Regions from separate parts of the Mus musculus genome. Here all the other regions are linked to region 3. A link is a contact called in public ChIA-PET and promoter capture Hi-C data. All regions are on one chromosome and are shown on one strand. Each heading gives the region's core, a stretch centred on a gene start, on an enhancer-like site or on the middle of the called end of the contact. The rest is flanking DNA. Distances are from core to core; before and after follow the strand shown.

Region 1 (4,339 bases), core at 452-2,951, 520 kb before region 3:
GGCTGCTTCTTTCAAAGCCACTTCTTTCTCATCACATGGTACCATTTATGCATCCTGGCACACCATCATGAAGAGATGAACATTCCAACCTACAGAGAGAGAACACTTGACAAACCTGGAGTGATTTTTTCTTTTCTTTTTTTAGTGGCTGAGGGTAGCCTCCTTGGACGTTGGTATTGCGTCCCTCCAAACCTCTCACTTCTGCTTCTAAGAAGCAGTCTGAACCCTCAGTAGAATGATGTCTTTTGGGGTCCTGGGAGTCCTTTAGTGAGGAGCCAGGCTGGGGAGGAGGGTGACGACACCGACACCGGGTTAGAACCTTCAGAGGACTCTCCAGAAGCTGCTTAGGGATACTGGTTGGGGGCTCTGGGGAGGAGGTGTACTTCATTCTTGTTTTGAAAGTGTGGTAGCAGGATGTATACAAACTTACCTGATGAACCAAGGATCGCCCCCTTCCCCCCAGCTGTAGGGTTTTACCTAATTTGCAGGAACTTGGCTGGTACCGTGGAAATCCAGGGGATTGCTGGACCCAGCAATGGGTTTCTCATGGGACAGACAGGTCCTTTACTAAATCATGGTCTTAAAGTGGTAACCACATCCTCTACGGTGGGAGAGCAGGAAGAGGAGTAAAGGCCATCTCCTTACCCGTGTCATGTCTTCGTCAAAGGAACCCCTATCACGTTTATGCTATAGGTACTGTCCGTGTATTACTGTTTACAGGGAGCAGGTGGGCTGATGTTAGCTTCAAAGAGCTGGAGTGATCACTGGGGTCAGCCGGTATTCAATTCTGAGCAGGAGAGGAAGCACGCCCCTCACTCAGACCAGAAGCCAAGGTCCTGCTGCCTGGGAGGAACACCAGGGCCCTGAGCAGCCCGCAGTACCAGATCTGCAGCCAGTGGCTCTGAAGATCCGGGAGCACGTGGCGTGTTCGCCCTGGTTTCAGGCTCCGACGCACCCATTTCCTCTCGTGGTTTTAGGACTTCAGCATTTACTGAGACCAGAGCGCCTTTGCCAAAGATCAAGGTTTGTTGCGCAATCTTTGATGAATCTGAAAAGAACCAAGTTGTGGAGAAAAGCCTGCACTCACCACGCCACAGGCCGCTCTGGACAGGATGGGGTTCCCTACGCCGCAGGGGGGCGGCGTTGCGAGAAGCGAGTGCGGTCACCCGAACCACTTTGACCCGGGGCTTCAATCGTGGCGTGGTCGGGCTGCGGGTGTGTGTTTCCGGGGGCTGGACCTAAACAGAGACACAGCAAAACCAGATGGATCAGAATCAGCTCCTGGCGAGTCCGGAGCTGGCCTACCTTGAGACAGAGAGTGCACGGCGACCACCCGGGGGCAGCGTGGGCCGCGTGGAGTGGGACAGTGGCGCCGCACGCCGCGCACTTCCTGTTCAACGCGCGCGCCGCCTGCCACCGCCCAGCGCTCCCAGAGCCTACGTTGGTGCCAGACCCGGCCCCCACAGTTCCCCGGGTCCCGGGGGCCGCGGCTCAGAGGCCGCCCGGGGCGGGCGCCCTGCCCTATTCTCCCCTAGGGGCTGGGGCGCGCCCTTCGGCCCGCAGAACCCAGCCAGCCGCCGCCACAGTTTATTCCTGCGGCCACGCGCCAGCCCAATTGCGACGAGTCTTCGCCTTTGCACCTCCTCTTCCCCCTCTGCCCTCCCTCTCGCCCAAAGAGGAGGCCCTCCGGGTCCCAGGCTCCCTGTCGCTTTATTGTGCGGCCCAGGGTTATGCATTTCTCTACCAAGTGTCTCTGGCCACCGTTTCCATCGAGGCACAGACACGAGAAGGCTGTTTTCCAAATTGCTGTTGTTAATTGCACCTGCCTGGCCGACTACCTCTGGGAATTTGTGGGAGGAGCCGAGAGGTGGAAAATGTTGCTTCGCTTTGCAGAAGGAGGAAAACTTTATCACCCAGCACAAGACTTCTGCCACGCGTAACCAAAAGTAGCACGGGCCGAGACTCTGCACCCAATGATTCCGTAGGAGAAAGAGGACGCTCCAACCCGGCATTCCGCGGACTGCCAGCCCCTCGGGTGGAGCCCCGCGTGTTACCTGCGCCACCCGCCCTCCCCGCGGAAGTCCCCACGAGGTGTTTTCAGGGTGGGAGGACAGTCATAAAAAGCGCGTGGCTCCAGTGTAACGGCAGCAGTCCTGGGAGGCAGCGAGGGGACCGAACCCCGGGGACGAGGCACCGGAATTAACTTCTAGCTAAAGTTATGGGAAGCGCAGCCATGGACACCAAGAAGAAGAAAGAGGTTTCCAGCCCGGGCGGGAGCAGTGGCAAAAAGAACCCTAGCCTGAAGAGGCGGTCACTGCGAGTGCACATTCCGGTGAGTCCCATCCCTGGAGCTCCAGACTCCCGCGGCGCCTAGGCGGTTAACAAGGGACACTCTGCGCGCGCCGTCCTGTCCCTCCTGTCCCTTCGGGAGGCTGGGGAGGGGGAGGGGCAGGGCCCAAGCTGGGCCGCAGAGCCCGAGATTGGATCTTGGTCCGTACTATAGTGGAGCTATGGGATTGTCTAGGACAGAGGCAAGGGTGTCTGCTGGGAAGCGAGTACGAGAAGCGCGCTCCCGGGTGCGCAAAGCCTGGTGGCGGACTGGGCGTAGCCCTGGATCGGGCCGGTGCGGGTGCTGGGGAGGGGGGTGGTGAGTTGTGTTGTTTTGTTGAAAAGGACCTCTTGTGAAGTGCGGGGAAGCGTGAGTTGAGGAGCCGCCGCCGCCACCGGGGACTGAGGAAAGGAGTGGTGGGTGGGAATATCGCGGGGTGCCACGGTGAGGCAGCACCCCCAAATAGCTCTCCCTCCACACCAATTTCAGGATGCATGTGAGTCGCGGCTGGAGCCCTTTGCAGTGATTCCCGTGGTTTGACTCCAGGAATATTTTGTGCCTCGTGGAATTTGGGGGCTTGAGGTTTTCTCGGCTTACTATACAGGGCTATTGCTAACTTCAGCCCAGAATACCCTGCCACCTTGGTTGGACTCTGGTGACATTGACTTAAACAGCCGGAGGGAGCAGCATGCAGAATAGCTTGCTCAGTGCTGAGCATCAGTCTGGTTTGCCCTAGCTGGTAGCCCAAGGGCACTTGTTCTCCTCTCTGTAGAGGGGGATCAATTCTCAGGAGGTGTACCCCAGCCTTTAGCTTTACCCAAAGGGAAACCCCACTTGGCTACATCCTGGCAGCGACCAAGCAAGCAATGGTTTTTACAAATGAACATGCTAAGCAGTGTGGGACAGCTCCATGAGCCCCACCTGCCAGTGATACCTGGTGGCATCTACACTGAACCCTGCACAGCATGGGCAGCACCGCTTGCCAGCACTACCCTGAAGAATGAGTACTAGGCTTTTCCCATTGCTTGTCCCAAGCCTTTCCTTTTAGATTCAGGGCCCCTATCTTCATTTAATTCCAGTCCAGGAATGTGGTACTGAGTGGAGTCTTGGGGCTTGGAGCCCCACACACAGCTAATGGGGGTACTTTGGGGAGCAATTTAAAGTTGGGCATCTGGACAATTCATGAGTCCCACGGTGACCTAAACATATAGGGATATGAATTTTATTTGAGAAAATACTTATTACATTGCCTATGTAAGACATTTTAAAACTATTGAAATAGAAAGTTAGACATTGCTGCTAAGATCCGTTTCACGGTGACCTTTTGAGCTGCCCTTTAACCACTGAGCTTGTCCTGTTTGTCTCAAAAAATGGTGCCAATTTGTCCACCTTTTGGAGAGGTTGAAATAAAGTAGTAAACGGAAAAGCTCCTTACAGTGTAAAACGCTGTGCTCTCATGGTTATCACATGGGTGTCAGAGTGCAAGGAAGAGATCTAGTCTGGGCTAGATAACAAATAGGTCTCAATATAAACAAACAAACAAACAAATGGCAGCTGGGTGAGGAGAAAAGATGGGATGGCAGGGGAGAGAAAATAGTGCCCTCGGAATAAGCTGCCGTGAATGGAGTCCAAATGGAGCAGCCGCCCCCACTCGTGTGTGCTTGCCTTCGAGTGGTAATGTGTAAGGCTGTATAGGGCAAAGTCCAGCAGCAGCTAAGGGACTGACAGGCCACTCTGCATGCTGAAAACCAGCGTCCAAGCTGGGGCACTCAGACATGTTTTTGGTGTGGCCCGGCCTTTACTAAAAGCAGTTTTCACTCCACTGTCACCCAGCTGTTCACCATGTGACCTGTGCCTGTGTTCTCATTCTCTCTTGTGCATGTGTTTGCTGATGTGACCAGAGGCTCCTATCATCTACCCACTAATGGTGACCTATTGATTACTGTGCCAGGAGAGGCTGTGAAAATGGGCACTTAAGGTTCAGTGCTTAGCAGACAAACCCAGGACATA
Region 2 (4,593 bases), core at 1,840-4,339, 550 kb after region 3:
ACCCTAGGTTATTAAAATTATATTAAAACCAGAGCTCCTGGGCTGGCATCATGGCTTACTGCTTTAAGGCACTTGCCATAAGGGGCTGACCACCTGAGTTTGATCTCTGGAACTCATATAGAGAGGGAAGGAGAGAAACAATTCTATACCACAGCACATACACACCTATGCACATGTATCACACACACACACACATGCACACACACACATACACACACATGCACACACACATACACACATATACACATACACACACATGCACACACACATACACACACACACACACACACACACACACACACACACACACACACACACACACACACACACACCAATAAATTTTTTAAGATGTAGAAGTTAGGTCTAGTTCTTCTTCCTAGTCCCATCCTCCCAGAAATAAGACTCAGACACAAAATATATTTACAAATACCTTGTCCATATAGTTAGGCTCTTCTCTGGCTAGATATAACTTAAATTAACCCATTTACTTGAATGTACATTCTGCCACATGGCTGGTTACCTGTGCTCAGGTGCCAGGCATCCATCTCACCACATATTCGCAGGTGAATCTCCCCTTTCTGAAAAAAAAAAAAAATCCATTTTTTTTTTCCTGAAGCCTCTGCTCCTGGAATGTCAACTCTGAGATTAATTACTTATTATAAAATGCCTTGGCCATATGCTTTGGCTTGTTCTCTAACGAGCTCATAACTCATTTAACCCATTCACACCATCCTATGTTATCTGCATGACTAGTTACCTCTCCTTCAGGCCAGACCTGCTTCTTCCTTAGCATCTTCCTCAGCGGTTCCCTTGAATCTCTTCTTTATACCTCTCCTGTTTCCCAGAATCCTCTTTCATCTTGCCAGTGCCCCACCTCCTATTTCCTGCCTCAACTCATTGGCTATAGACATTTTTTATTGACAGATGATGCTTAGAAGAGATTCTCTACAAAAAGAAACCAAAACCCAAACCATACCCTATCCCAAGTGCTCAATACCCAGATTTAGTGAGTTGTTGCCATTTTGGACAATGCCATAGAGACCACTCCCAGCATTGCAGGCCCCACTGTGAATGGTGCTGGTGTAAGCATCTTTTATCATGCCTATAGCTAGTTTTGCTGTAAGCTGGTGTGTGACCTTTCACCCTTCGCCACACTCGTTCTTGTGCTTCCTGGCCACTTTGTGACTTAGGGCATGCTGCTCTCTTTCTGAAATGGCCCTTGACTTAAAACATTTGGTTTTTTTGGTACTAAATATTGAACTTGGGGCTTAGCACATACCAGCCGGTGCTCTACAGCTGAACTTTACCCTCTGCCCTTTGTAAAAATAATTTTGATGGGCTCTTACCAAGTTGCCCAGGCTAGCCTCAAACATGTGCTGGTAGCTGGGAGTAGAGGCTTGCCCTTTCATCTCAGATGTACCCATCTTTTCAGATAGACTCAGACATCTTCCCTGTGGAACTCTTCATTTTTCTTGCCTTGTGTTCTTTTTGCCCATTGGGCATGGTTGTGTTGGATTTAACACCATCATCTTGTTTTTGCAATGTGCTTAATGAAGCCTAACAACATGGCCTGGTTGACTTCATGTATGTATATACATATGTATATACAATGTTCAATATATATATATGTATATGTGTATGTGTATATGTATATAATATGTGCTTATTATTTCTTTGGTATGTTTTAAAAACTTGCTTAGTGTTTTGGGAGACATTTTGTCATCTCTAGCATTAACTTAGAATGACTTCCTTTCTTCCAGGTTGAAATTTGCCTTCTTCCTCTCTTTCTTTCTTTCTTTCTTTCTTTCTTTCTTTCTTTCTTTCTTTCTTTCTTTCTTTCTTTCTTTCTTTCTTTCTTTCTTTCTTTCCTTCCTTCCTTCCTTCCTTCCTTCCTTCCTTCCTTCCTTCCTCTCTCTCTCTCTCTCTCTCTCTCTCTCTCTTTCTTTCTAATTCAACCAGATTTGAGTTGAGAGGGTTGTAATAGGGGGAGCTCGGAGCATATGCTGTATTGGCTATATATATATATATATATATATATATAAAACGTTATCTGTAGGATAAGTAGGTGTGGAAGACGAAAAATGGCTTATGGAAAAAAGTAGAGAAATATACTTAATTTTTTTCTAAAGAAAAATATTTATTTATTTAATGTGTATATATGTATGGCTGAGTGTGTATGTATGTATGTGTACCATATGTGTGCAGATACCTTCGAGGCCAGAAGTGTCAGATCTGCTGTACTAGAGTCCTGATGTGGGTGCTGGGAACTGAACCCCATTCATCTGGAAGATCAGCAAGTGCTCTTAAGCTCTGAGCCAACTCTCCATCCTCCCTTTTACTATTAAAATTCTTTTAATTTATGTGTGTGTGTGTGTGTTAGGTGCATGTGTACCTGGATGAGGGCAGAGGCCAGAAGAGGGCTACTGATCCCCTGAGACTGAAGTTATAGAGGTTGTGAGCTTCCACATGGGTGCAAAAGCAGTAATATTTTTTTTAACTCTTCAGTTGTCTTTTAGACACCATATTTGAAATTTTCAAGGCTAAAGTCAAAAGCAATGAACATAAGAAAAGGTAGTATTTTAATTGCTATTTCCGAAATCACACAGACACAGACAGACAGACAGACAGACAGACAGACAGACAGACACACACACACACACACAGACACACACACACACACACACACACACACACACACACACACCCCACACACACCCCCCAGAATCCGGTCAAATTTTGATATACTTTTGGGAAATGATTCGAGTAATTGAATATCAGCTTGCTGTCCTTTTCTGATTACGTTTTAAAGCATCTGGTAAGACTTAAGGTCTAAAGGGCTCAGAGAGATCCTGAGACCTTCATGGAACTTCTTAGTTGTCACCACTAACCACACAGTCAATCGTCTCCCCTGGGCGTTCCCGGACCACGCCCATCGCGCAGACCACGCCCACTCAAATCGCCCCCCCCCCATCAATAGTTTCAGATTCTCATTGGTGGAGAAGTTGTTCTGGGCCCACCCTGGGGGTCAGTGATAGGCTGATCCAGTGTGGGACGGTGGTGGTTGGCTGCTTGGGGACGGGTCTCTGGTGGTGCCTGTCAGAGAGGCTGGCGGCAGTGGCGGCTGTCCGGGCTGGGTTGTCAGTCAGAGAGAGGAGGGAAGATGGCTCGCCCGGACTCGTGCTGCTAGAAGGAGAGGGGCAGGTGGCGCGGCTGCCGGCGGAGCGCAGTCGCCCGGTCGCCGTGGTCGCCGTGGTCGCCGTGGTCGTGGGGGGAGGCCGCGGTAGGTCCGGAGCTGCTCTGGTGAGTCTGCCGCGAGCCGTACGCCGGCCCCTGAGGCGCCGGGAGACCGAGAACTTTCTTTGGTCTGGGAGGAGCGGGGCTGAAGCTGTTGCCGGCGGCGGGTAGGACTTCGTCCTGGGGCGGCGGCCCGTTGCGGGTAACGGCTCCCGCGCGAGGCGCGGCCCGAGAACCCTAAGTTGGCCGCGGCCGGCTGCCCGCTGTGAACGAGGCTCCGTTCCCGGTTGGGCGATGAGCTGGGGGTGCCCCAGGGTCGGCCTAGCACAGAGCCCACCGTAGCCTATGGCCACTGCCCACCCGTCCGCGCCGCCCAAAGCCTGGCCTCGCCGCCCACGCTGGCTCCGCAGACCCGGTGCTCTTCAGAGCGGTGCTCGCTCGGGTCTTGAATCCCGTGGGGCTGGGGGTTCGGAGTGCCAGACCGGTCTGTCTGTCCACCACCAGGAGAGCTCCTCTTCTGCCTGCGCCGCGCTGGACCCTGGAGTTCTGCCTCTTCTGCGGCTGCTGTGACCGCCCTCGAGGATCGACAGGGTTTTCTGTCCACTGAACGGTTTTTTGTTTTTGTTTTTTTGTAAGCTTCTTTCTTTTTTCTTTCTTTTCTTCCTTTCGTTCTTTTTTCCTTCCTTGCCCCCCCCCTCCCCGCACGAAAACACCCCAGGTTTGCAAGCTTCAGCAAAACTGGGTCTCTGCCCTGCAGCGTGCATGTGTTTGCTTTGTACCTTTAGAGTTTAGAGGTTCCTGAAGAATTTGGCCCTAGTGGTTTTGCACTGCACTGAATCGCTTCTGGGATAAAACGCTATTGCACGCGGGCAGCGGCTCCACTGCTCAGGTAGGGGGAGTGCTGCTGCGATACAGAGACTGCTACTGGTTGCATGCAGGGTAACACTGGCTTTCTGTACACTGGGTGTCCTTTGGGTAACAAGGTAGGTTTTGCAGGAGATGTGCCAGCCCTGTGGTTCATGCCACGCGTTGCAGTTTGAGGTTTTCAGTTGTTACAACTTTTATCTACATAAAGCCACAAAGATTAGGGTAACCTTGAAACAATGCGATAGTTCTGGGAGGTGTGTTTTCCTAGGACTGCTCTGTTGCCAATGGCACCAGCCTCCTCCCCCCAACCCCCACCCCCGATCGTTTGTGACCACTTTTCCCCTTTAGGTGAATACATTTTAAGGTTTATAAGATGACTCTTTGTATCACGTTTTTGAAGTACACTGAAGGACAAGAAAGGGGAAAGGTTTCTTTGTCAGGAGTGGTATCAAAATCAAGTATTCAGATAATTTCACTTTAGTAGTAAGGGGG
Region 3 (4,287 bases), core at 118-2,617:
AATGGTCACATGGGTTTTATACTAGTGCTTCGTTTCTGAAACAGACAACTTCCTTAGCAGCCGCAGTTTCCTGTTTAGGCGATTGGCAGGCCCATTTGGATTTCCTTTTTCTTTTCTTTTTTCTTTTTTTTTTTTTTTAAAGCTGTGTGTGTGTGTGTGTGTTACAAAGCCTCCTTTTACCTTCCTCCCTTTTCTTTCATTTATTTATCTATGTGTATGAGTACACTGTAGCTGTCTTCAGACACACCAGAAGAGGGCATCAGATCTCATTACAGATGGTTGTGAGCCACCATGTGGTTGCTGGGAATTGAACTCAGGATCTCTAGTAGAGCAGTCAGTGCTCTTAACTGCTGAGCCATCTCTTTAGCCCGTTTTCATCTTAAAATTAGTGTGCTGCCAAAGACACAGGGGGCAGGCTCTGAAGCTACTTGTGATGTCCACCCTCAATGATCTTCACGCCTAATTTCTATTTAGCTTGGCAACATGGTGACCTTAGAGGAAAAGGGGGTCACTTTCTGAGAATGCACTCAGGGGCACTAAGTTTGCTTCCTTCTGTGTCATCAGTGATGACACACCAGTGGACAGGACCCTGGACAGGTAGCAAGCAAGGGTCGTAGAGTTGTTTTGTGTATGAGGCTACAGATCTAGTTTATAATGTTCCTAACACTAAGTCTGCTTTAGATTTTAGACAGTGAGACTCAAAGGAAATGAAACAAGTCACAACTAAGTGTCCATAGAGCTAAACTCAGCAAAGTGGTCCTATACTTTAGATTTTTCCACCACATTCGCATGGCTCTGGTGGAACCCAGAAACTCTTGACTAAGATACCAAGGTTCAGCACAGCGTCTGGCACTTTCAAAAAGTTTCGTTAGCGATGGACGAGGCTCTCAATTTCGGTTCCATGAGACGAGGATGCCTTTCTCGAACAGAGTTCTGTTGGCGTGGTCTACAAAGGGTTACCTCACTTTCAGAGCCACCTGCCCAGCAGCAACTCGCTCTTCTTTCCCCTCCACCTTCTAACTCTCTTCTCTCATTGTTTGGTCTCGCACTCTTAGGACGCTGGCCGGGAAGCTTAGTCGCACTTCCTGCTGGTTAAACCAGTAGAGCAGCCTGGTAAATTTATCTGCTAGGGGTGGGGTATCCTTTGGGAGACCAGCCCACCTCTCCGAGGAGCAATCTGGGATTTGCAGTTTTCAGTTCTTCAAACCGGCTTGGTAGGACGGGCCTCTTGGACTCTAATCCTCCCCCAACCAGAATCATCGCGCGTTCTGATGCCGTCACTAGAACGGCGCAACACCTGGGAATCGTGGTAGTTCCGGAGGAGAGTCCCGCCCTAAGTTCTTACGATTTGAGAACTACATTTTCCAGAAGCCCTCGCGGCAGCGCGCCAAGGGCCGCCCGGGGCCGTGATTGGTTGGGGAGCCGGCCGCACGCGGAGGAGCTCAAGGAGCAGCTCTGTTGCGACAGAGGCCGAGCGGCGAGGCCCCGTGAGTTGAGGGGGAAGGGGCGCCGGAGGGGAGGAGAGTGTGGACCCGTGAGCAGGAAGCGGGAGGAGAAGCGGAAGGGAGCTCAGGGTCGGAATGGAAAGGGCCGAAAGGGAAAAGAACTGGCCCAGGCAGAGACGCCGGCGAGCGGGGTGTGGGGGAGGTTAGGGGCAGCGAGCGCAGAGACCCTTAGGGACCCGCTGGGGAGGACTCGTGGTTCCGGGAGAGAAACCGCGCCGCAGTCGGTGGGGTGGATGAGAGGGACGGAAGGGAGGTCCGGGACGAACTCCTGGCGAAGAACCGAAAAGGAGGCGGCTGGCAGAGGTGCGCGAGCGCCAAGTTCGGAAACTGGAGACGAGGGGCAGAGCGGTCCCTCACTAAGGCCCTGGGGGAAGAGCGCATCCGAGTGAAGCCGGCGGTGGGGATTGGCGCGCGAACCCCAAGGGAGGAGATGAGGCTGGAGGAGCGGTCGAGAGAGTGTGAGAAGCCCGGACAAAGTTGGCGGGGACAAGAGTTGGGCACCACAGGCTTGATAGGAAAATTCCAAGGAGGGATGGGATAGCACTCAGACATTCTTACCTGTAAGTTTAGAATTTTGGAGTATCTGTTTGCTTTTCTTCAGACTCCTGAAAGGACTGTAACTACCCCTGTGGCTCATCACCATGCCTTCCGACCTGGCCAAGAAGAAGGCAGCCAAAAAGAAGGAGGCTGCCAAAGCCCGACAGCGACCCAGAAAGGGACATGAAGAAAATGGAGATGCTGTCACAGAACCTCAGGTGGCAGAAGAGAAAATCGAGGAGGCCAATGGCAGAGAGACCACAGGAGATGGAGGTAGGTTGGGTGAGTTTCCTGAGCTGGTTTTCGAAGCCAAGATCAGAATCTGGATGCAGATGCATAGGCCTTTAATTCCAGCATTTGGGAGGCTAAGGTAAAAAGATGAAGGTTTGAGGCCAGGCTGTCCTCACATCCCCATCTTTTTAAACAGAGTAAAGCACCCACAGACACATGTCTTTATATGCCATGAAACTTTTTGGTGACACCCACACCCATAGAGTTAAAACTTGTTACTGATGAAGGAAACTGAATTCAAGTGGCAAACACAGATGGGAGTTTTTGATCTACCTTGGTTGGTGCTGCAGTAGACAATAAAAGGGAAGGCAACTTGTACTATTTCCTGTTTTTCTTCCTACCTATGGTGGTGAGTATACAGGCTCTACCATATGGTGCTGTCTTTTCTGGGGGGGGAGGCAGATGTTTGGAGATAGAAGGGTTTCTCTGTGTAACCCTGGCTGTCCTGGAACTCTGTAGACTAGACTTGCTTGAAATCATAGAGAGATCCACCTGCCCCTGCCTCCTAGCTGCCGGGATTAAAGGTGTGAGCCACCATCCCTGGCTCATATGGTACTCTTAATGTCACAGGGATAGTGATTATACCAATGAGTAATGTGTAACATATTGTTATATATCTTCATGTAATTTTTCTGATAATATATTTATGGTTTTGTTACTTAGGTTTAGGGGATTTATTGTAGCATTTTTCCATATTAAATAAGCTACTCACTCACACTGTAAACATAGTTTGCTCTCAGAAAATTTATTTTATTATTTCTTTCTCTCTTGCTCTGACAGAACACTCTGACTAAAATTAACTTGAGAGGAAAAAGTTCATTTCTTCTTATATTCCCAGGTCCTTTTTTTGTTGTTTTTGTTTTTTTTTTTCGAGACAGCCCTGGCTGTCCTGGAACTCACTTTGTAGACCAGGATGGCCTCAAACTCAGAAATCCACCTGCCTCTGCCTCCCGAGTGCTGGGATTAAAGGCGTGCGCCACCACCACTACCCAGCTTCCCAGGTCCATTTTTGAGGGAAGTCAGGCAAGGACTTTTGTTTTGTTTTTCAAGACAGTTTCTCTGTAACCACCCTGGCTGTCCTGGAACTTGCTTTGTAGACCAGCTGGCCTTGAACTCAGAAATTCTCCTGCTTCTTCCTCTGGAGTGCTGGAATTAAAGGCATGGGCCACTACACCAGGCATCAACTAGCTTGCTTATGTAGCACAGACCCACTCAGCTAAAGACTTCACTGCCTACACTGGACCCTCTGCATTCATTAGAAATTAAGAAAATGCCCTAGACATGGTCATTGGCCAGCCTGATGAGGCAGTTCTTCTGTTGAGGTTCCTCTTGCCAGGTTTATGTGAAGTTGACAGCTAAGTTAACTGTGACATGGGCAAACATTGCAGTGTATGATAACAACCATCCCAGTCTAACCCTGTCTTCACTGCCCAGGAAAGCTGCACAGTCCTTCTGCTGCATGTAGACTGCTCACTGCCCTTTGAATCTTACCACACATGGTATTGTCCTTTTACACGTTAAGTTCTTGTGCAAACTTGAGGTTTACACACATGATTGTGTTCCCATTTGCTATCCCATGTCATTTTGCAGTGTTACTTATGTCTACTTTAGTCATTGCAGCTGTTGATTCTTATTTGAGGGACTGTGTTTTGAGGTGTGTGTGTGTGTGTGTGTGTGTGTGTGTGTGAGAGAGAGAGAGAGAGAGAGAGAGAGAGAAAGGGAGGGAAAGAGAGAGAGAGTCACCATAGATGCACTAAACAGATGAAGAAATGTCAAGTGGTAGGAATTGTCCCCAAAATAAGATTCTAGAAGGCAGCTAGTGTGATCAAGTTAGGCCATGGGGAAGCTTTATCCATGGCCAGAGCTATGGAAGATGGTGAAGGGGGAAACAGTGGAGGAAAGTGAAGTGGTAGGAGAGAGCATAGACTCAAAAGGGCTGCTGAGAAAAGCCTGT
Region 4 (4,190 bases), core at 1,274-3,773, 950 kb before region 3:
GCGCTGCTTGGGCCAGCTGCTTGCTGGGTGAGGGCTGCTGGTGTTACATTTGAGGAAAACTGCGACAGGATATGTTTGGCACTTCCCCCGACGGGATCCCAGCTGCCATGAGTGCTGCCCAGGAGTCTCATATGCATGCACGAGGTGAAGCGTTCAGCTTCCCCCGGCGGTAATCTTGTACCTAGCAATTGGGAGGCAGCAGACTTGGGCAATGAAGAAAGAAAACAAGAGTTCTTGAGACTTATGGGTGCAGAAAAGAACACACTGGTCATCTTGTTATAGGAGATCACAAATTAACATCTCACTTCTGATCAGGGGAAGAAGGCAAGAAAAGTCATGAAGAGCTGGAGAGAGTACCAGCAGAGCATGGACAGCAAGTTGTCAGAAGTTTAACATGACTTCCTATTGTAATACCTATGGGATAAGTCATAAGTTGTAATACCAATGGGATAAGTCCATGACAGGAGTTCATACTCATGTTTTTGACACTGTTGACTTTGCTTATTGCTAATATCAAGGTGTATTTTTTTTTTGTTGAAGGAAGAAAACCTTTGTAGTTGTATAGTCTGCTTAATATTAACTGACAGTAAAGAATGACCAGCGCACTGCGCATGGGCAAGTTCTGGGTTCTATTCCCAAGGAGATGGAAGAATTAAACAGCCTTCAATGGGAAAAGACTTCAAAATCTTGGAAATTAAAAACAAAAGGGAGGTGTGGCCAGGAGGCTGTCTCCTGGGTTAAGAGTGCTTGCTGCTTCTTCCAAGGACCCAAGATCACTTCCCAGTACCAAAAGCTGGCGTACAACCTTTTGGAATTAACCCAAGCTCCAGGGATCCACGACTTTCTTCTGGCCTCAGTGGACAGTTACATATAGGTAATGTAAAAACAGAGACGTGCTGGGCGTGGTGGCGCACGCCTTTAATCCCAGCACTTGGGAGGCAGAGGCAGGTGGATTTCTGAGTTCGAGGCCAGCCTGGTCTACAAAGTGAGTTCCAGGACAGCTAGGGCTATACAGAGAAACCCTGTCTCGAAAAACCAAAAAAAAAAAAAAAAAAAAAAAAAAAACCAGAGACGTATAAAGACAATTTTTAATGCTGGTGGCAGTGTTGTACACCTTTAATCCCAGGAATAGAGGGGCAGAGGAATCTCTGAAATTTCAGTCAATGTGATCTATACAGGTGAGTTCCAGGCTATCTAAGGATACATGAGACCCTGTCACAGGGTGGAAATGCGTTCCATTCCTAGGTAAAAGAATAGCATGCCCACAAGTTGTCCTCTAACCTTAATGCTCTCACAGAAAAATAAAATCATACACAAACATTTTTATATATTTAAAGGCAAAGAATTCTTAACCAAATTGACTAAAGATAGGAACAGTAATTCCCTCTGGAAAATTAGCTGGCTGTAAAAAATGAGTTATAATGAAAAGACAATAACCTCACTATAAAGGCCTGTCTTGAATTTTAATTTTTTACAAGATTGGACTTCCAGTTCCTAGTAATGTACATGGTAATAAACATGAAGAAGCATTATTCAAATGTAAATGCTAATTGTTTTTATGTTTAATTTAAGCACTATTTTTTTTTTGTTTGTTTTGGTTTTTTTGAGACAGGGTTTCTCTTTTAACCATGGCTGTCCTGGAACTCACTCTGTAGACCAGGATGGCCTCAAGCACTATTTTTTTAACCAGACTTAAAATTAATAGAAGCGAAAGAATCTTCAGAGTGGGAGGGGCTTCAAGAAAGAACGACAAAAAGGCTATACAGGCTATTTTAAATGTACAAAATTTATATCTGTGTATACTGCAAATAATGTGCCTTCCAAAAAGGCTAAAATGTAAAGGCAAAACAAATTATTTCACTGATGAACCACTCATTTGGTAATGTCTTTCTTTACATTTGGGTTTTTTTTTTTAAAAATCTAGAGATACTGAATAGAAGTATTCACAAAATATCCATTGGTTAGAGTACGGTGTTCGAACGAAAATGAAAGGTTTGTAACCGGTCGTTTCGCTGTAGTACTGTAAGAAAGCTTTTAAATAATTAGTGCAGAATTCCAGCGTAGTATTGCAACCCAGCGTCTGTGGCCATGTCACCTTTAAGTGTGTGCAGTTTGGAAGAGCAGAGTTAGTTGGGTATTGTTAAAACAGCGTCGTTGTGTCGTGCGGGGACGTTCTCATCTTCTGAATGAGCGAGAGGGAGAAGGGCCCCGCCGTGGTCCCCTAAGCAGTGAGGCTCTGGGCGAATAATCGCACGGGATGCTGCGTGACAGTGGCTGGACGCCCGCGCCATTGTGAGGTCGGCGGCGCGGATCCGAACCTGTATTACTTCTCGGTGAGGCGGACTTGCGGGCCCTTGGACCGAGGTCAGCTCCGAGTGGAGAACAGGTAACTCAGGGGCCGGATCCCTCCGCGACAAGTAGTGCGCTGTGCGCTTTCCCGAGCCCACGGCGGGCGCCGGAGATCGCGGACCTGGCTCCCGGAGGATCGGCGGGCACTGGCCCGAAGGCTAGGAGACCTTCGGCAGCCCGAAGGCTGGAGCGGGCCGGCGAACGGCAGGTGTCCGCCCCGCCCCCACCCCCGCGGGCAGGAAGAGGAAGCGGTGCGGCCCGGCCCCGGGGCCACCCGCAGGGCCTCGCGGGGCGGGGGCGCCGGAGCTACAAGAAGCGCGTGACCTAGTTCGTCCCGAAGTGGACTTGACAGGTTGTCATCGCGGCTCCCCGCCCCCACTGTCTTCCGGGTCTGGCTCCTCCCCCACCCTCGAGCTCCCACTGGCCTCGCCCAAGCTGTACTCCCTGCCATTGGCTTCAAACCAGGGGCCACGCCCCAACCCAGCTCGCCCTGCCATTGGCCACGCGTCCCAGGCCGCTCTCCCAGTCATTGGCTTCGTCCCAGAGGCCCCGCCCCCAGTCTTGCTGGTCCTCGGGTTGGCCTTGCAGCGCCCCTCTTTCGGCTCGTCCTCCTATTGGCCCCTCGCGCCAGGCGCCTTGCCTCCTATGGTCCGCGGTGGATTCCAGCTGGTCACTGTTGAGTTTGTTCCCGTGGGCATTCCGGTTTCTGTCGGCTTCCCTCCCTCTTTGCTGCGTTTCTTCCTGCTTTCTTTGGGTCTGGGAGCCCGGGCCTCGATACCTGGTCCCGGTCCCAAACTCAATGTAGCAGCGATCTACATTTGCCTCTGTACCCCGCCGCACCCCGCCCCTTTCAACTCCTTCTTCCCCAGCCCCCACGCACACCGCCTTCATTCCCTCACACCTCTCCTTAAATTCGGCTGAGTGGAACAGACTTCATTTCGAAATCAGGGAGAGGGGTTAAGTGATAAACGTCAATATCAATATTAGCTGGTTTTGGTTCCAGAAAGGAACTGGACGGCCCAGATCATTCAAACATTTTGTTGTTGATGGTGGTGGGGGTAGTGCTTTTCTTTGGGTGTGTCTTAGGTTTGGAGGTTTCTTCAAACAGGATCTCACCTCTCCCTTTGTATCTCTGACTGGTTTGGAACTCGCTAGTTCCTTGGTACGGGGTTTGACTGCAGAAGCCAGAGAGGGCGGCCGCTGGGTTCCTGGAGCCGCTGGTTGTGGGCCACCTAACTTGGGGGCTCCTCTGCAGAAGGTTTCATCTCTCCACCCTGGGATTGAATTTTTTTAATTAATTTTCATTTTATGTGCATTGGTGTTTTGCCTGCCTGTATGTCTGTGTAAGGATGTTAGATTCCAGTCGGAGTTACAGTCGCAAGCTACCTTGTGGGTGCTCGGAATTGAACTAAAGTCCTCTGGAAGAGCCAGAGCTGTGAACCTGAGTCATCTTTGCAGTCCCAGGACTTAGTTCCTAAAGTGACCAAATTTGTTACTCCAAAAATAATAGGCTGCCTTTCCTGAGTAGCAGTCAAATTTCCATTGTTTATGCAATATTGACATTTAAAATTTACATGTGTACTTTCTATAATTGAGCTAGCTTTTTTAAATCGTTTTAGAGAATAGAAATAAGCTGGGCAGTGGTGGCTCATGCCTTTAATCTCAGCTCATGAGAGGCAGAGGCAGGCGCATTTCTTAGTTTGAGGCCAGCCTGGTCTACAAGAGTGAGTTCCAGGACAGCCAGGGCTACACTGAGAAACCAAGGGGTGGGGGGGAGGGGGAGGGGAGAGAGAAGAAATAAACTGATAAAACTGCACAGTGCAATGTAGTCTCCAAGAGAA
Region 5 (4,786 bases), core at 1,589-4,088, 790 kb after region 3:
AGCTCATATGTGAGTAGCCTAGAACCGTCTGTAGTTCCAGTTCCAAGTAGGCTGAAGCTGAAGCCCTCTTCTGGCCTTCCGTGGCACCAGACATGCATAGTCACAGACATCTAAATTTTAAAAGCACAAGTCTAGGCTTCACTATTCTTGCCCATAACTTTAAAAAAAAAGAGCTAAAAACCAAATACACTAATATTTGTGTACAATATTTTAGATACACTATAATTCTGTGACCTAACCTGATCTCCATATCATGGTAATCCTCCTGCCTCAGCCTCCTAAGGGCTGGGATTTCAGAAGTGAGCCACACCTGGCTTGGCAGATTTTTATGTCTCTTCCCTTTCATTTTTTATAAAGAGCCTGCACACTGTCGCACAGCAGTTAACTGAGCCACTGAAGACACGGACAAAGTCCTTAACGAAGTAGTTTGCACCTGACGCTCTAAAATGACAATTCGGCTGATGTCAAGAGTCAAGGCATCTGGGCAGACAAAAGTAGAGAAAGTTTGTTTGCATTTTTTGGTTTGTTTCCTTGTTTGTTTGTTTGTTGTTTTGTTTTGTTCTGCTTTTCCCCTTTTGGTTTACAAATGGGCTGGCAGGTATTTCCTAAACTTTTGAGATTTTATGTGTGTAGGTGTTATATGTATGTCTGTTTACCACATTAGTCAACGTACATAGAGGCCAGAAGAGAGCATTGAATCTCCTAGAACTATAGTTACAAGCAGTTGTTAGCCACACTGTAGGTGAAGTCAGCTCCTCTGAAGAATATCAAATTCTCTTAACTGCTAAGCCCATTCTGTCTGCTGCTTTGTTTGTTTGGTGGTGTAGGGCTCAAGTTCAAACCCAGGGCTCCCAAAGTTCTAGGCAAGAAAGAGCTCTGGCACTTTAACTTCCCAGGCCACTTCAGGCTTTGGGTTTTGTTTTGTTTTATTTTTTTTAATTATTATTTATTTGTTTAAGGATTTGTTCATTTGATTTATGTGCACAGGTGTTTGCTTCCGTGAGTTTATGTGTACCATGTGTGAGCAAGAGCCCTGGGATGGCAGGACTGTACATTTAGACTTCTAAGACTGAAGTACTGAGCTGTCACGTGGGTTCCAGGAACTGAACCCAGGTCCCCTGTAACAGCAGCAAGCACTCTTAAGCACCAAGCCATCTTTCAAGCTTATCAGAAGCCAACAGTAAGAGCAAACTTCCTCCTGGGAGCCACATGGAAATGTGGGCACCCTTTCTCTTACTGTCAAGGTCACTGAGCTTAACTGTTAACATAAGGGCTTTTTAAAAAATACTTCAGGCTGGAGAGATGGCTCAGAGGTTAAGAGCACTGACTGCTCTTCCAAAGGTCCTGAGTTCAGGTCCCATCGACCACATGCTGGCTCACCATCACCCATGATGAGATTTGACGCCCTCTTGTGGTGTGTCTGAAGACAGCTACAGTGTACATAGATATAATAATAAATAAATCTTTAAAAAATACTTCAAAAGCTCCTAAAGAGGTTGGGCATGTGACATCTGTGAAATAGAAGACTGTGGATCTGGAGTCCAAGGTCATCCTTAGTCACACAAAAGTCTGGGGCGAACCTGGGTTACGCTCCACCTTGGTTAAAGAGAGAGAGAGAGAGAGAGAGATTGAGAGAGAGAGAGAGAGAGAGAGAAACAAAAACAGCCCCTTCAGGGTGCTGGATTCCTAATAACCTGCTACGCTTATCTCAAGTGAAATAACAAATATCCAGGAGTCTGACATAGTTTCCTGTCCTAGGTACTGGGTCTTTTCCATGTCACCTACCCAGACCAAGCCCTGGGACCTAAGGTGTGGGCTACCTGCAGCAAACTGTAATTACTTACTCACTGAAGGCAAAAGTACAATTAACCTATTATCAAACCTCTTCCTAGAACCCAGTAACAGTGACCAGCATAACCCCTCTAAATACCTGATAACGAGCTGACAGTTCATTAAAATGGCAGGTCCCAGTGAAGCCAAACCAGTCACTGTCCTAGGAAGGAGCGTCAATGTGCTCTTTCTATATTTCACAGTCTTAGAGAGACAAAAGTCCACGTGCAAAGATAACTAATATTTATTACTGTTTAAACATTGTACAGAAAGAATACTCCATTGAAAAGATAGCAGACTAAGAAACTCTTTTGCAGACTCTGAAAAGGCGAGCTTCGAAGGGCAGCTAGACAAAAAGAACTAAGGGTTTAAAGCCTGCTTACTTTTCACGTCTGTGTTCTTCGTTTCGTCACCACTCTCGGGGCAGCACTGGCAGAAAAACAGGTGTGGCAAACAAGTTAGACTGAAGTAAGTGGAATTCATACAGCGCTCCGAAAGGTCCCATACTGACGGGCGGAGAGGTCCTAGGCGCCTCTCCCAGGGGCATGCCTGACACTACTGCCACCTTCCCAGAGGTCTGGACCACCTCCCCAGGGTCCGAGTTACTCTGCCCGGGCACCGAGGCCACTTTCCCGCCAACTCTCAAAACTGTCATCTTCTGGGACATCGGACATTGCACTGTGACTACCTCCCCAGGGACTCCCTTGCCTGCTTCCGGCCGTGGGAACCACCGCCAAACCACTTCCAAGGTAACCTGTCCCCGGGGCGGAGGTGGGGTCTGTGCCACCTCGCAGGGTCACCAGCGTCCCTTCCCCGGGTTTCCAGGGACGCCTCACCGGGGCTGCCGGCACTTCGCCGATATCGTCAGCCGCAAGCATCCTGCCTCCGCACGAATTCTGGATTCCATGCACCGCCAGCCCGGCCTGCAGAGTCCGGCTAGGGAACACACAGACTGGGCGACCAGACCAGCCTTCTGGGACGCAGGGTTGAGCGCCACCTCGACTTCCTATCACCGACTCTCTGGTTCCGTTCTCTTGGCCTAGAGAGGCATATCTGCGCGCCGCTGTCCTGTTCTGTGGCGCCCCCTGCTGGTTGGATGTCATGTTGGCCGCTCAGGGAACCTGGCAGCCCTACTGCTTCCCAGGCTGCTGAGTTCTGTGCAGGAGCTCTCTCCACTTCTTTGGAGTTACTAAAAATAAAATTCGGCCCTGGCATGGTGTCTCACACTTGGAATTCCACCGTTTGGGAGGTGAAGGCGGGAAAACCAGTAGTTCAAAGTCAACTCCAGCTACACACTGAATTCAAGGAGGGGAGAGGAAGGAGGGGAGGAGAAAATACTCATGATACCCTTAGGATGGTGAGCCACAAGTCGGGAGCGGAGGCGGGAAGATTGCCACTAGTCCCTGCCAGCTTGCTCTATAAAGTGAATTCGGTATCAGCTAGAACAACACCTATCTCAAAATGGCTCAGCGCATAAAAGCATTTGCCACCAAGACACCGGAGTTCCATACTTGGCCCACGTGGTACTAGGTAGGAGTGTCAAAGTGCTCTTTCTATATTTCACAGTCTTAGAGAGACAAAAGTCTACGTGCAAAGGTAACTAATATTTATTTATTTATTTATTTATTTATTTATTTATTTATTTATTTATTTATTTTTGGTTTTTCGAGACAAGGTTTCTCTGTGTAGCCCTGGCTGTCTTGGAACTCACTCTGTAGACCAGGCTGGCCTCGAACTCAGAAATCCGCCTGCCTCAGCCTGTAACTAATAGTTATTACTGTTTAAGCGTTGTACAGAAAAAAATACTCCATTTAAAAGGTAGGGACTAAGTAACCTCTTTTGTAGACTCAAGAGTAAGCTTTGAAGGACAGCTAGACAAAAGGAACACTCCTTCATATATTTTCGAACTGGAAGGTCCAGATCTGTTTGTAGGAGGGTTGAAACATTCTGGGAGTCAGACAGAGAAAGAGCACTCAAAATCTGGCATCCAGTTTGCTGGGCAAAGCCCCCTAAACCTCTACTGTTTTCCAGGGAGGAGGAACTGAATTACTTAGAAGCAAGGGATAGGTAGAGAACATGGAAATTTGACAGGCAAACCCTGGAAGGCAATGCCTTTGAGACCAAACAAATGGGGAGAAAACAGAAAAAAAAAAAACAACAAGCAAACAAACAAACAAAAATCTTTAGAGGAAACAGAAACTACTCCGTGAGAAGAAAACTCACTGAGGTGTAGACATACATGCAGACAAAACACCCATACACATAAAATGAAAAAAAATAAATAAATAAGAGCCGGGTATGGTGGTGCATGCCTTTTATCCCACAACTCAGGAGGCAGAGGCAGGTGAATCTTTATGAATTCAAGGCCAGCCTCATCTACATAGTGAGTTGAAGGATAGACAGAGCTATATAGTGAAACCCCGTATAAACAAACAGACAGACAGACAAACAGGATCTGGAGAGATGGCTTCAGCAACTAAGAGTACTAGCAGCTCTTTCAGAGAATCCAGGTTCACTTTCTAGCACCCACGCAGCAGCTGACAGCTCTCTGTCTGTAACTCAATTCTAGGGTATCTGACTCTCTCTCTGAACTCTCTGGACACCAGACACACACCTGGTATACAGTCACACATACAGGCAAACATCCACACACTTTAAAAAATAAAAATAATAAAATTTAAAAATTTAAAATTAAAACAGGATCTAGGCTATATTATACCATATAGCTGTATCTGAGTCTGCTGACCTTAGGACATTAAGGTATTAATTTACCCTAGCCCCAAGAATGTGCAGCTGTACAAGAATTAGTGAAATGGGCTAGGCATGATGCCACAAGTTTATAATTGCAGTGCTTTTGAGACTGAGGGAGGAGGCTCTTGAATTTGGGATTAGCCTGGGCTATATACTGAGCATCTATCTTAAAAAGGAAAAAAAAACAGAAAGAAAGAATTAATAA

What was found. Promoter capture Hi-C pulls out the DNA fragments that hold promoters and counts their contacts. ChIA-PET counts read pairs in DNA pulled down with a chosen protein or histone mark.
Region 1: a contact with region 3 is called in an RNA polymerase II ChIA-PET map of memory CD8 T cells, with 8 read pairs. The contact joins the promoter of Prkag2 here to the promoter of Abcf2 in region 3. A contact is called at or near these places in 3 of 39 promoter capture datasets (hippocampal neurons, liver and stem cell-derived epiblast-like cells) and 1 of 115 datasets of contacts at active chromatin or transcription factors (memory CD8 T cells).
Region 2: a contact with region 3 is called in a promoter capture Hi-C map of pre-B cells, with 3 times the contacts expected there. The contact joins the promoter of Fam126a here to the promoter of Abcf2 in region 3. A contact is called at or near these places in 3 of 39 promoter capture datasets (liver, pre-B cells and stem cell-derived epiblast-like cells), 4 of 484 Hi-C or Micro-C datasets (CD4 T cells, CD8 T cells, the HPC-7 cell line and 1 more) and 1 of 115 datasets of contacts at active chromatin or transcription factors (memory CD8 T cells).
Region 4: a contact with region 3 is called in a promoter capture Hi-C map of pre-B cells, with 3 times the contacts expected there. The contact joins the promoter of 1700096K18Rik here to the promoter of Abcf2 in region 3. A contact is called at or near these places in 6 of 39 promoter capture datasets (the 3T3-L1 cell line, the C10 cell line, erythroid cells and 3 more), 1 of 115 datasets of contacts at active chromatin or transcription factors (memory CD8 T cells) and 2 of 9 other capture datasets (adipose tissue and liver).
Region 5: a contact with region 3 is called in a promoter capture Hi-C map of pre-B cells, with 4 times the contacts expected there. The contact joins the promoter of Rint1 here to the promoter of Abcf2 in region 3. A contact is called at or near these places in 7 of 39 promoter capture datasets (the C10 cell line, embryonic stem cells, erythroid cells and 3 more), 7 of 484 Hi-C or Micro-C datasets (CD4 T cells, LSK cells, embryonic stem cells and 4 more), 1 of 115 datasets of contacts at active chromatin or transcription factors (bone marrow-derived macrophages) and 2 of 9 other capture datasets (adipose tissue and liver).

Annotation. Positions count from the first base shown.
Region 1 is chr5:25,098,004-25,102,342 of GRCm38.p6, reverse strand. It overlaps Prkag2 (protein kinase, AMP-activated, gamma 2 non-catalytic subunit), which reads left to right and starts at 1,701. Exons shown (of 16, transcript NM_145401.2): 1 at 1,701-2,332. The coding sequence starts at 2,219. Gm42232 (a long non-coding RNA gene) reads left to right here and starts at 2,340. Exons shown (of 2, transcript XR_880887.2): 1 at 2,340-2,490; 2 at 4,231-4,339. It overlaps 2900005J15Rik (RIKEN cDNA 2900005J15 gene), which reads right to left and starts at 1,368. Exons shown (of 1, transcript NR_027851.1): 1 at 1-1,368.
Region 2 is chr5:24,029,186-24,033,778 of GRCm38.p6, reverse strand. It overlaps Fam126a (family with sequence similarity 126, member A), which reads left to right and starts at 3,089. Exons shown (of 11, transcript NM_053090.3): 1 at 3,089-3,300.
Region 3 is chr5:24,574,547-24,578,833 of GRCm38.p6, reverse strand. It overlaps Abcf2 (ATP-binding cassette, sub-family F (GCN20), member 2), which reads left to right and starts at 1,367. Exons shown (of 14, transcript NM_013853.2): 1 at 1,367-1,487; 2 at 2,107-2,315. The coding sequence starts at 2,147.
Region 4 is chr5:25,528,351-25,532,540 of GRCm38.p6, reverse strand. 1700096K18Rik (RIKEN cDNA 1700096K18 gene) reads right to left here and starts at 2,523. Exons shown (of 1, transcript NR_027388.1): 1 at 1,075-2,523.
Region 5 is chr5:23,785,763-23,790,548 of GRCm38.p6, reverse strand. Rint1 (RAD50 interactor 1) reads right to left here and starts at 2,838. Exons shown (of 15, transcript NM_177323.4): 1 at 2,667-2,838; 2 at 2,214-2,259. The coding sequence starts at 2,708.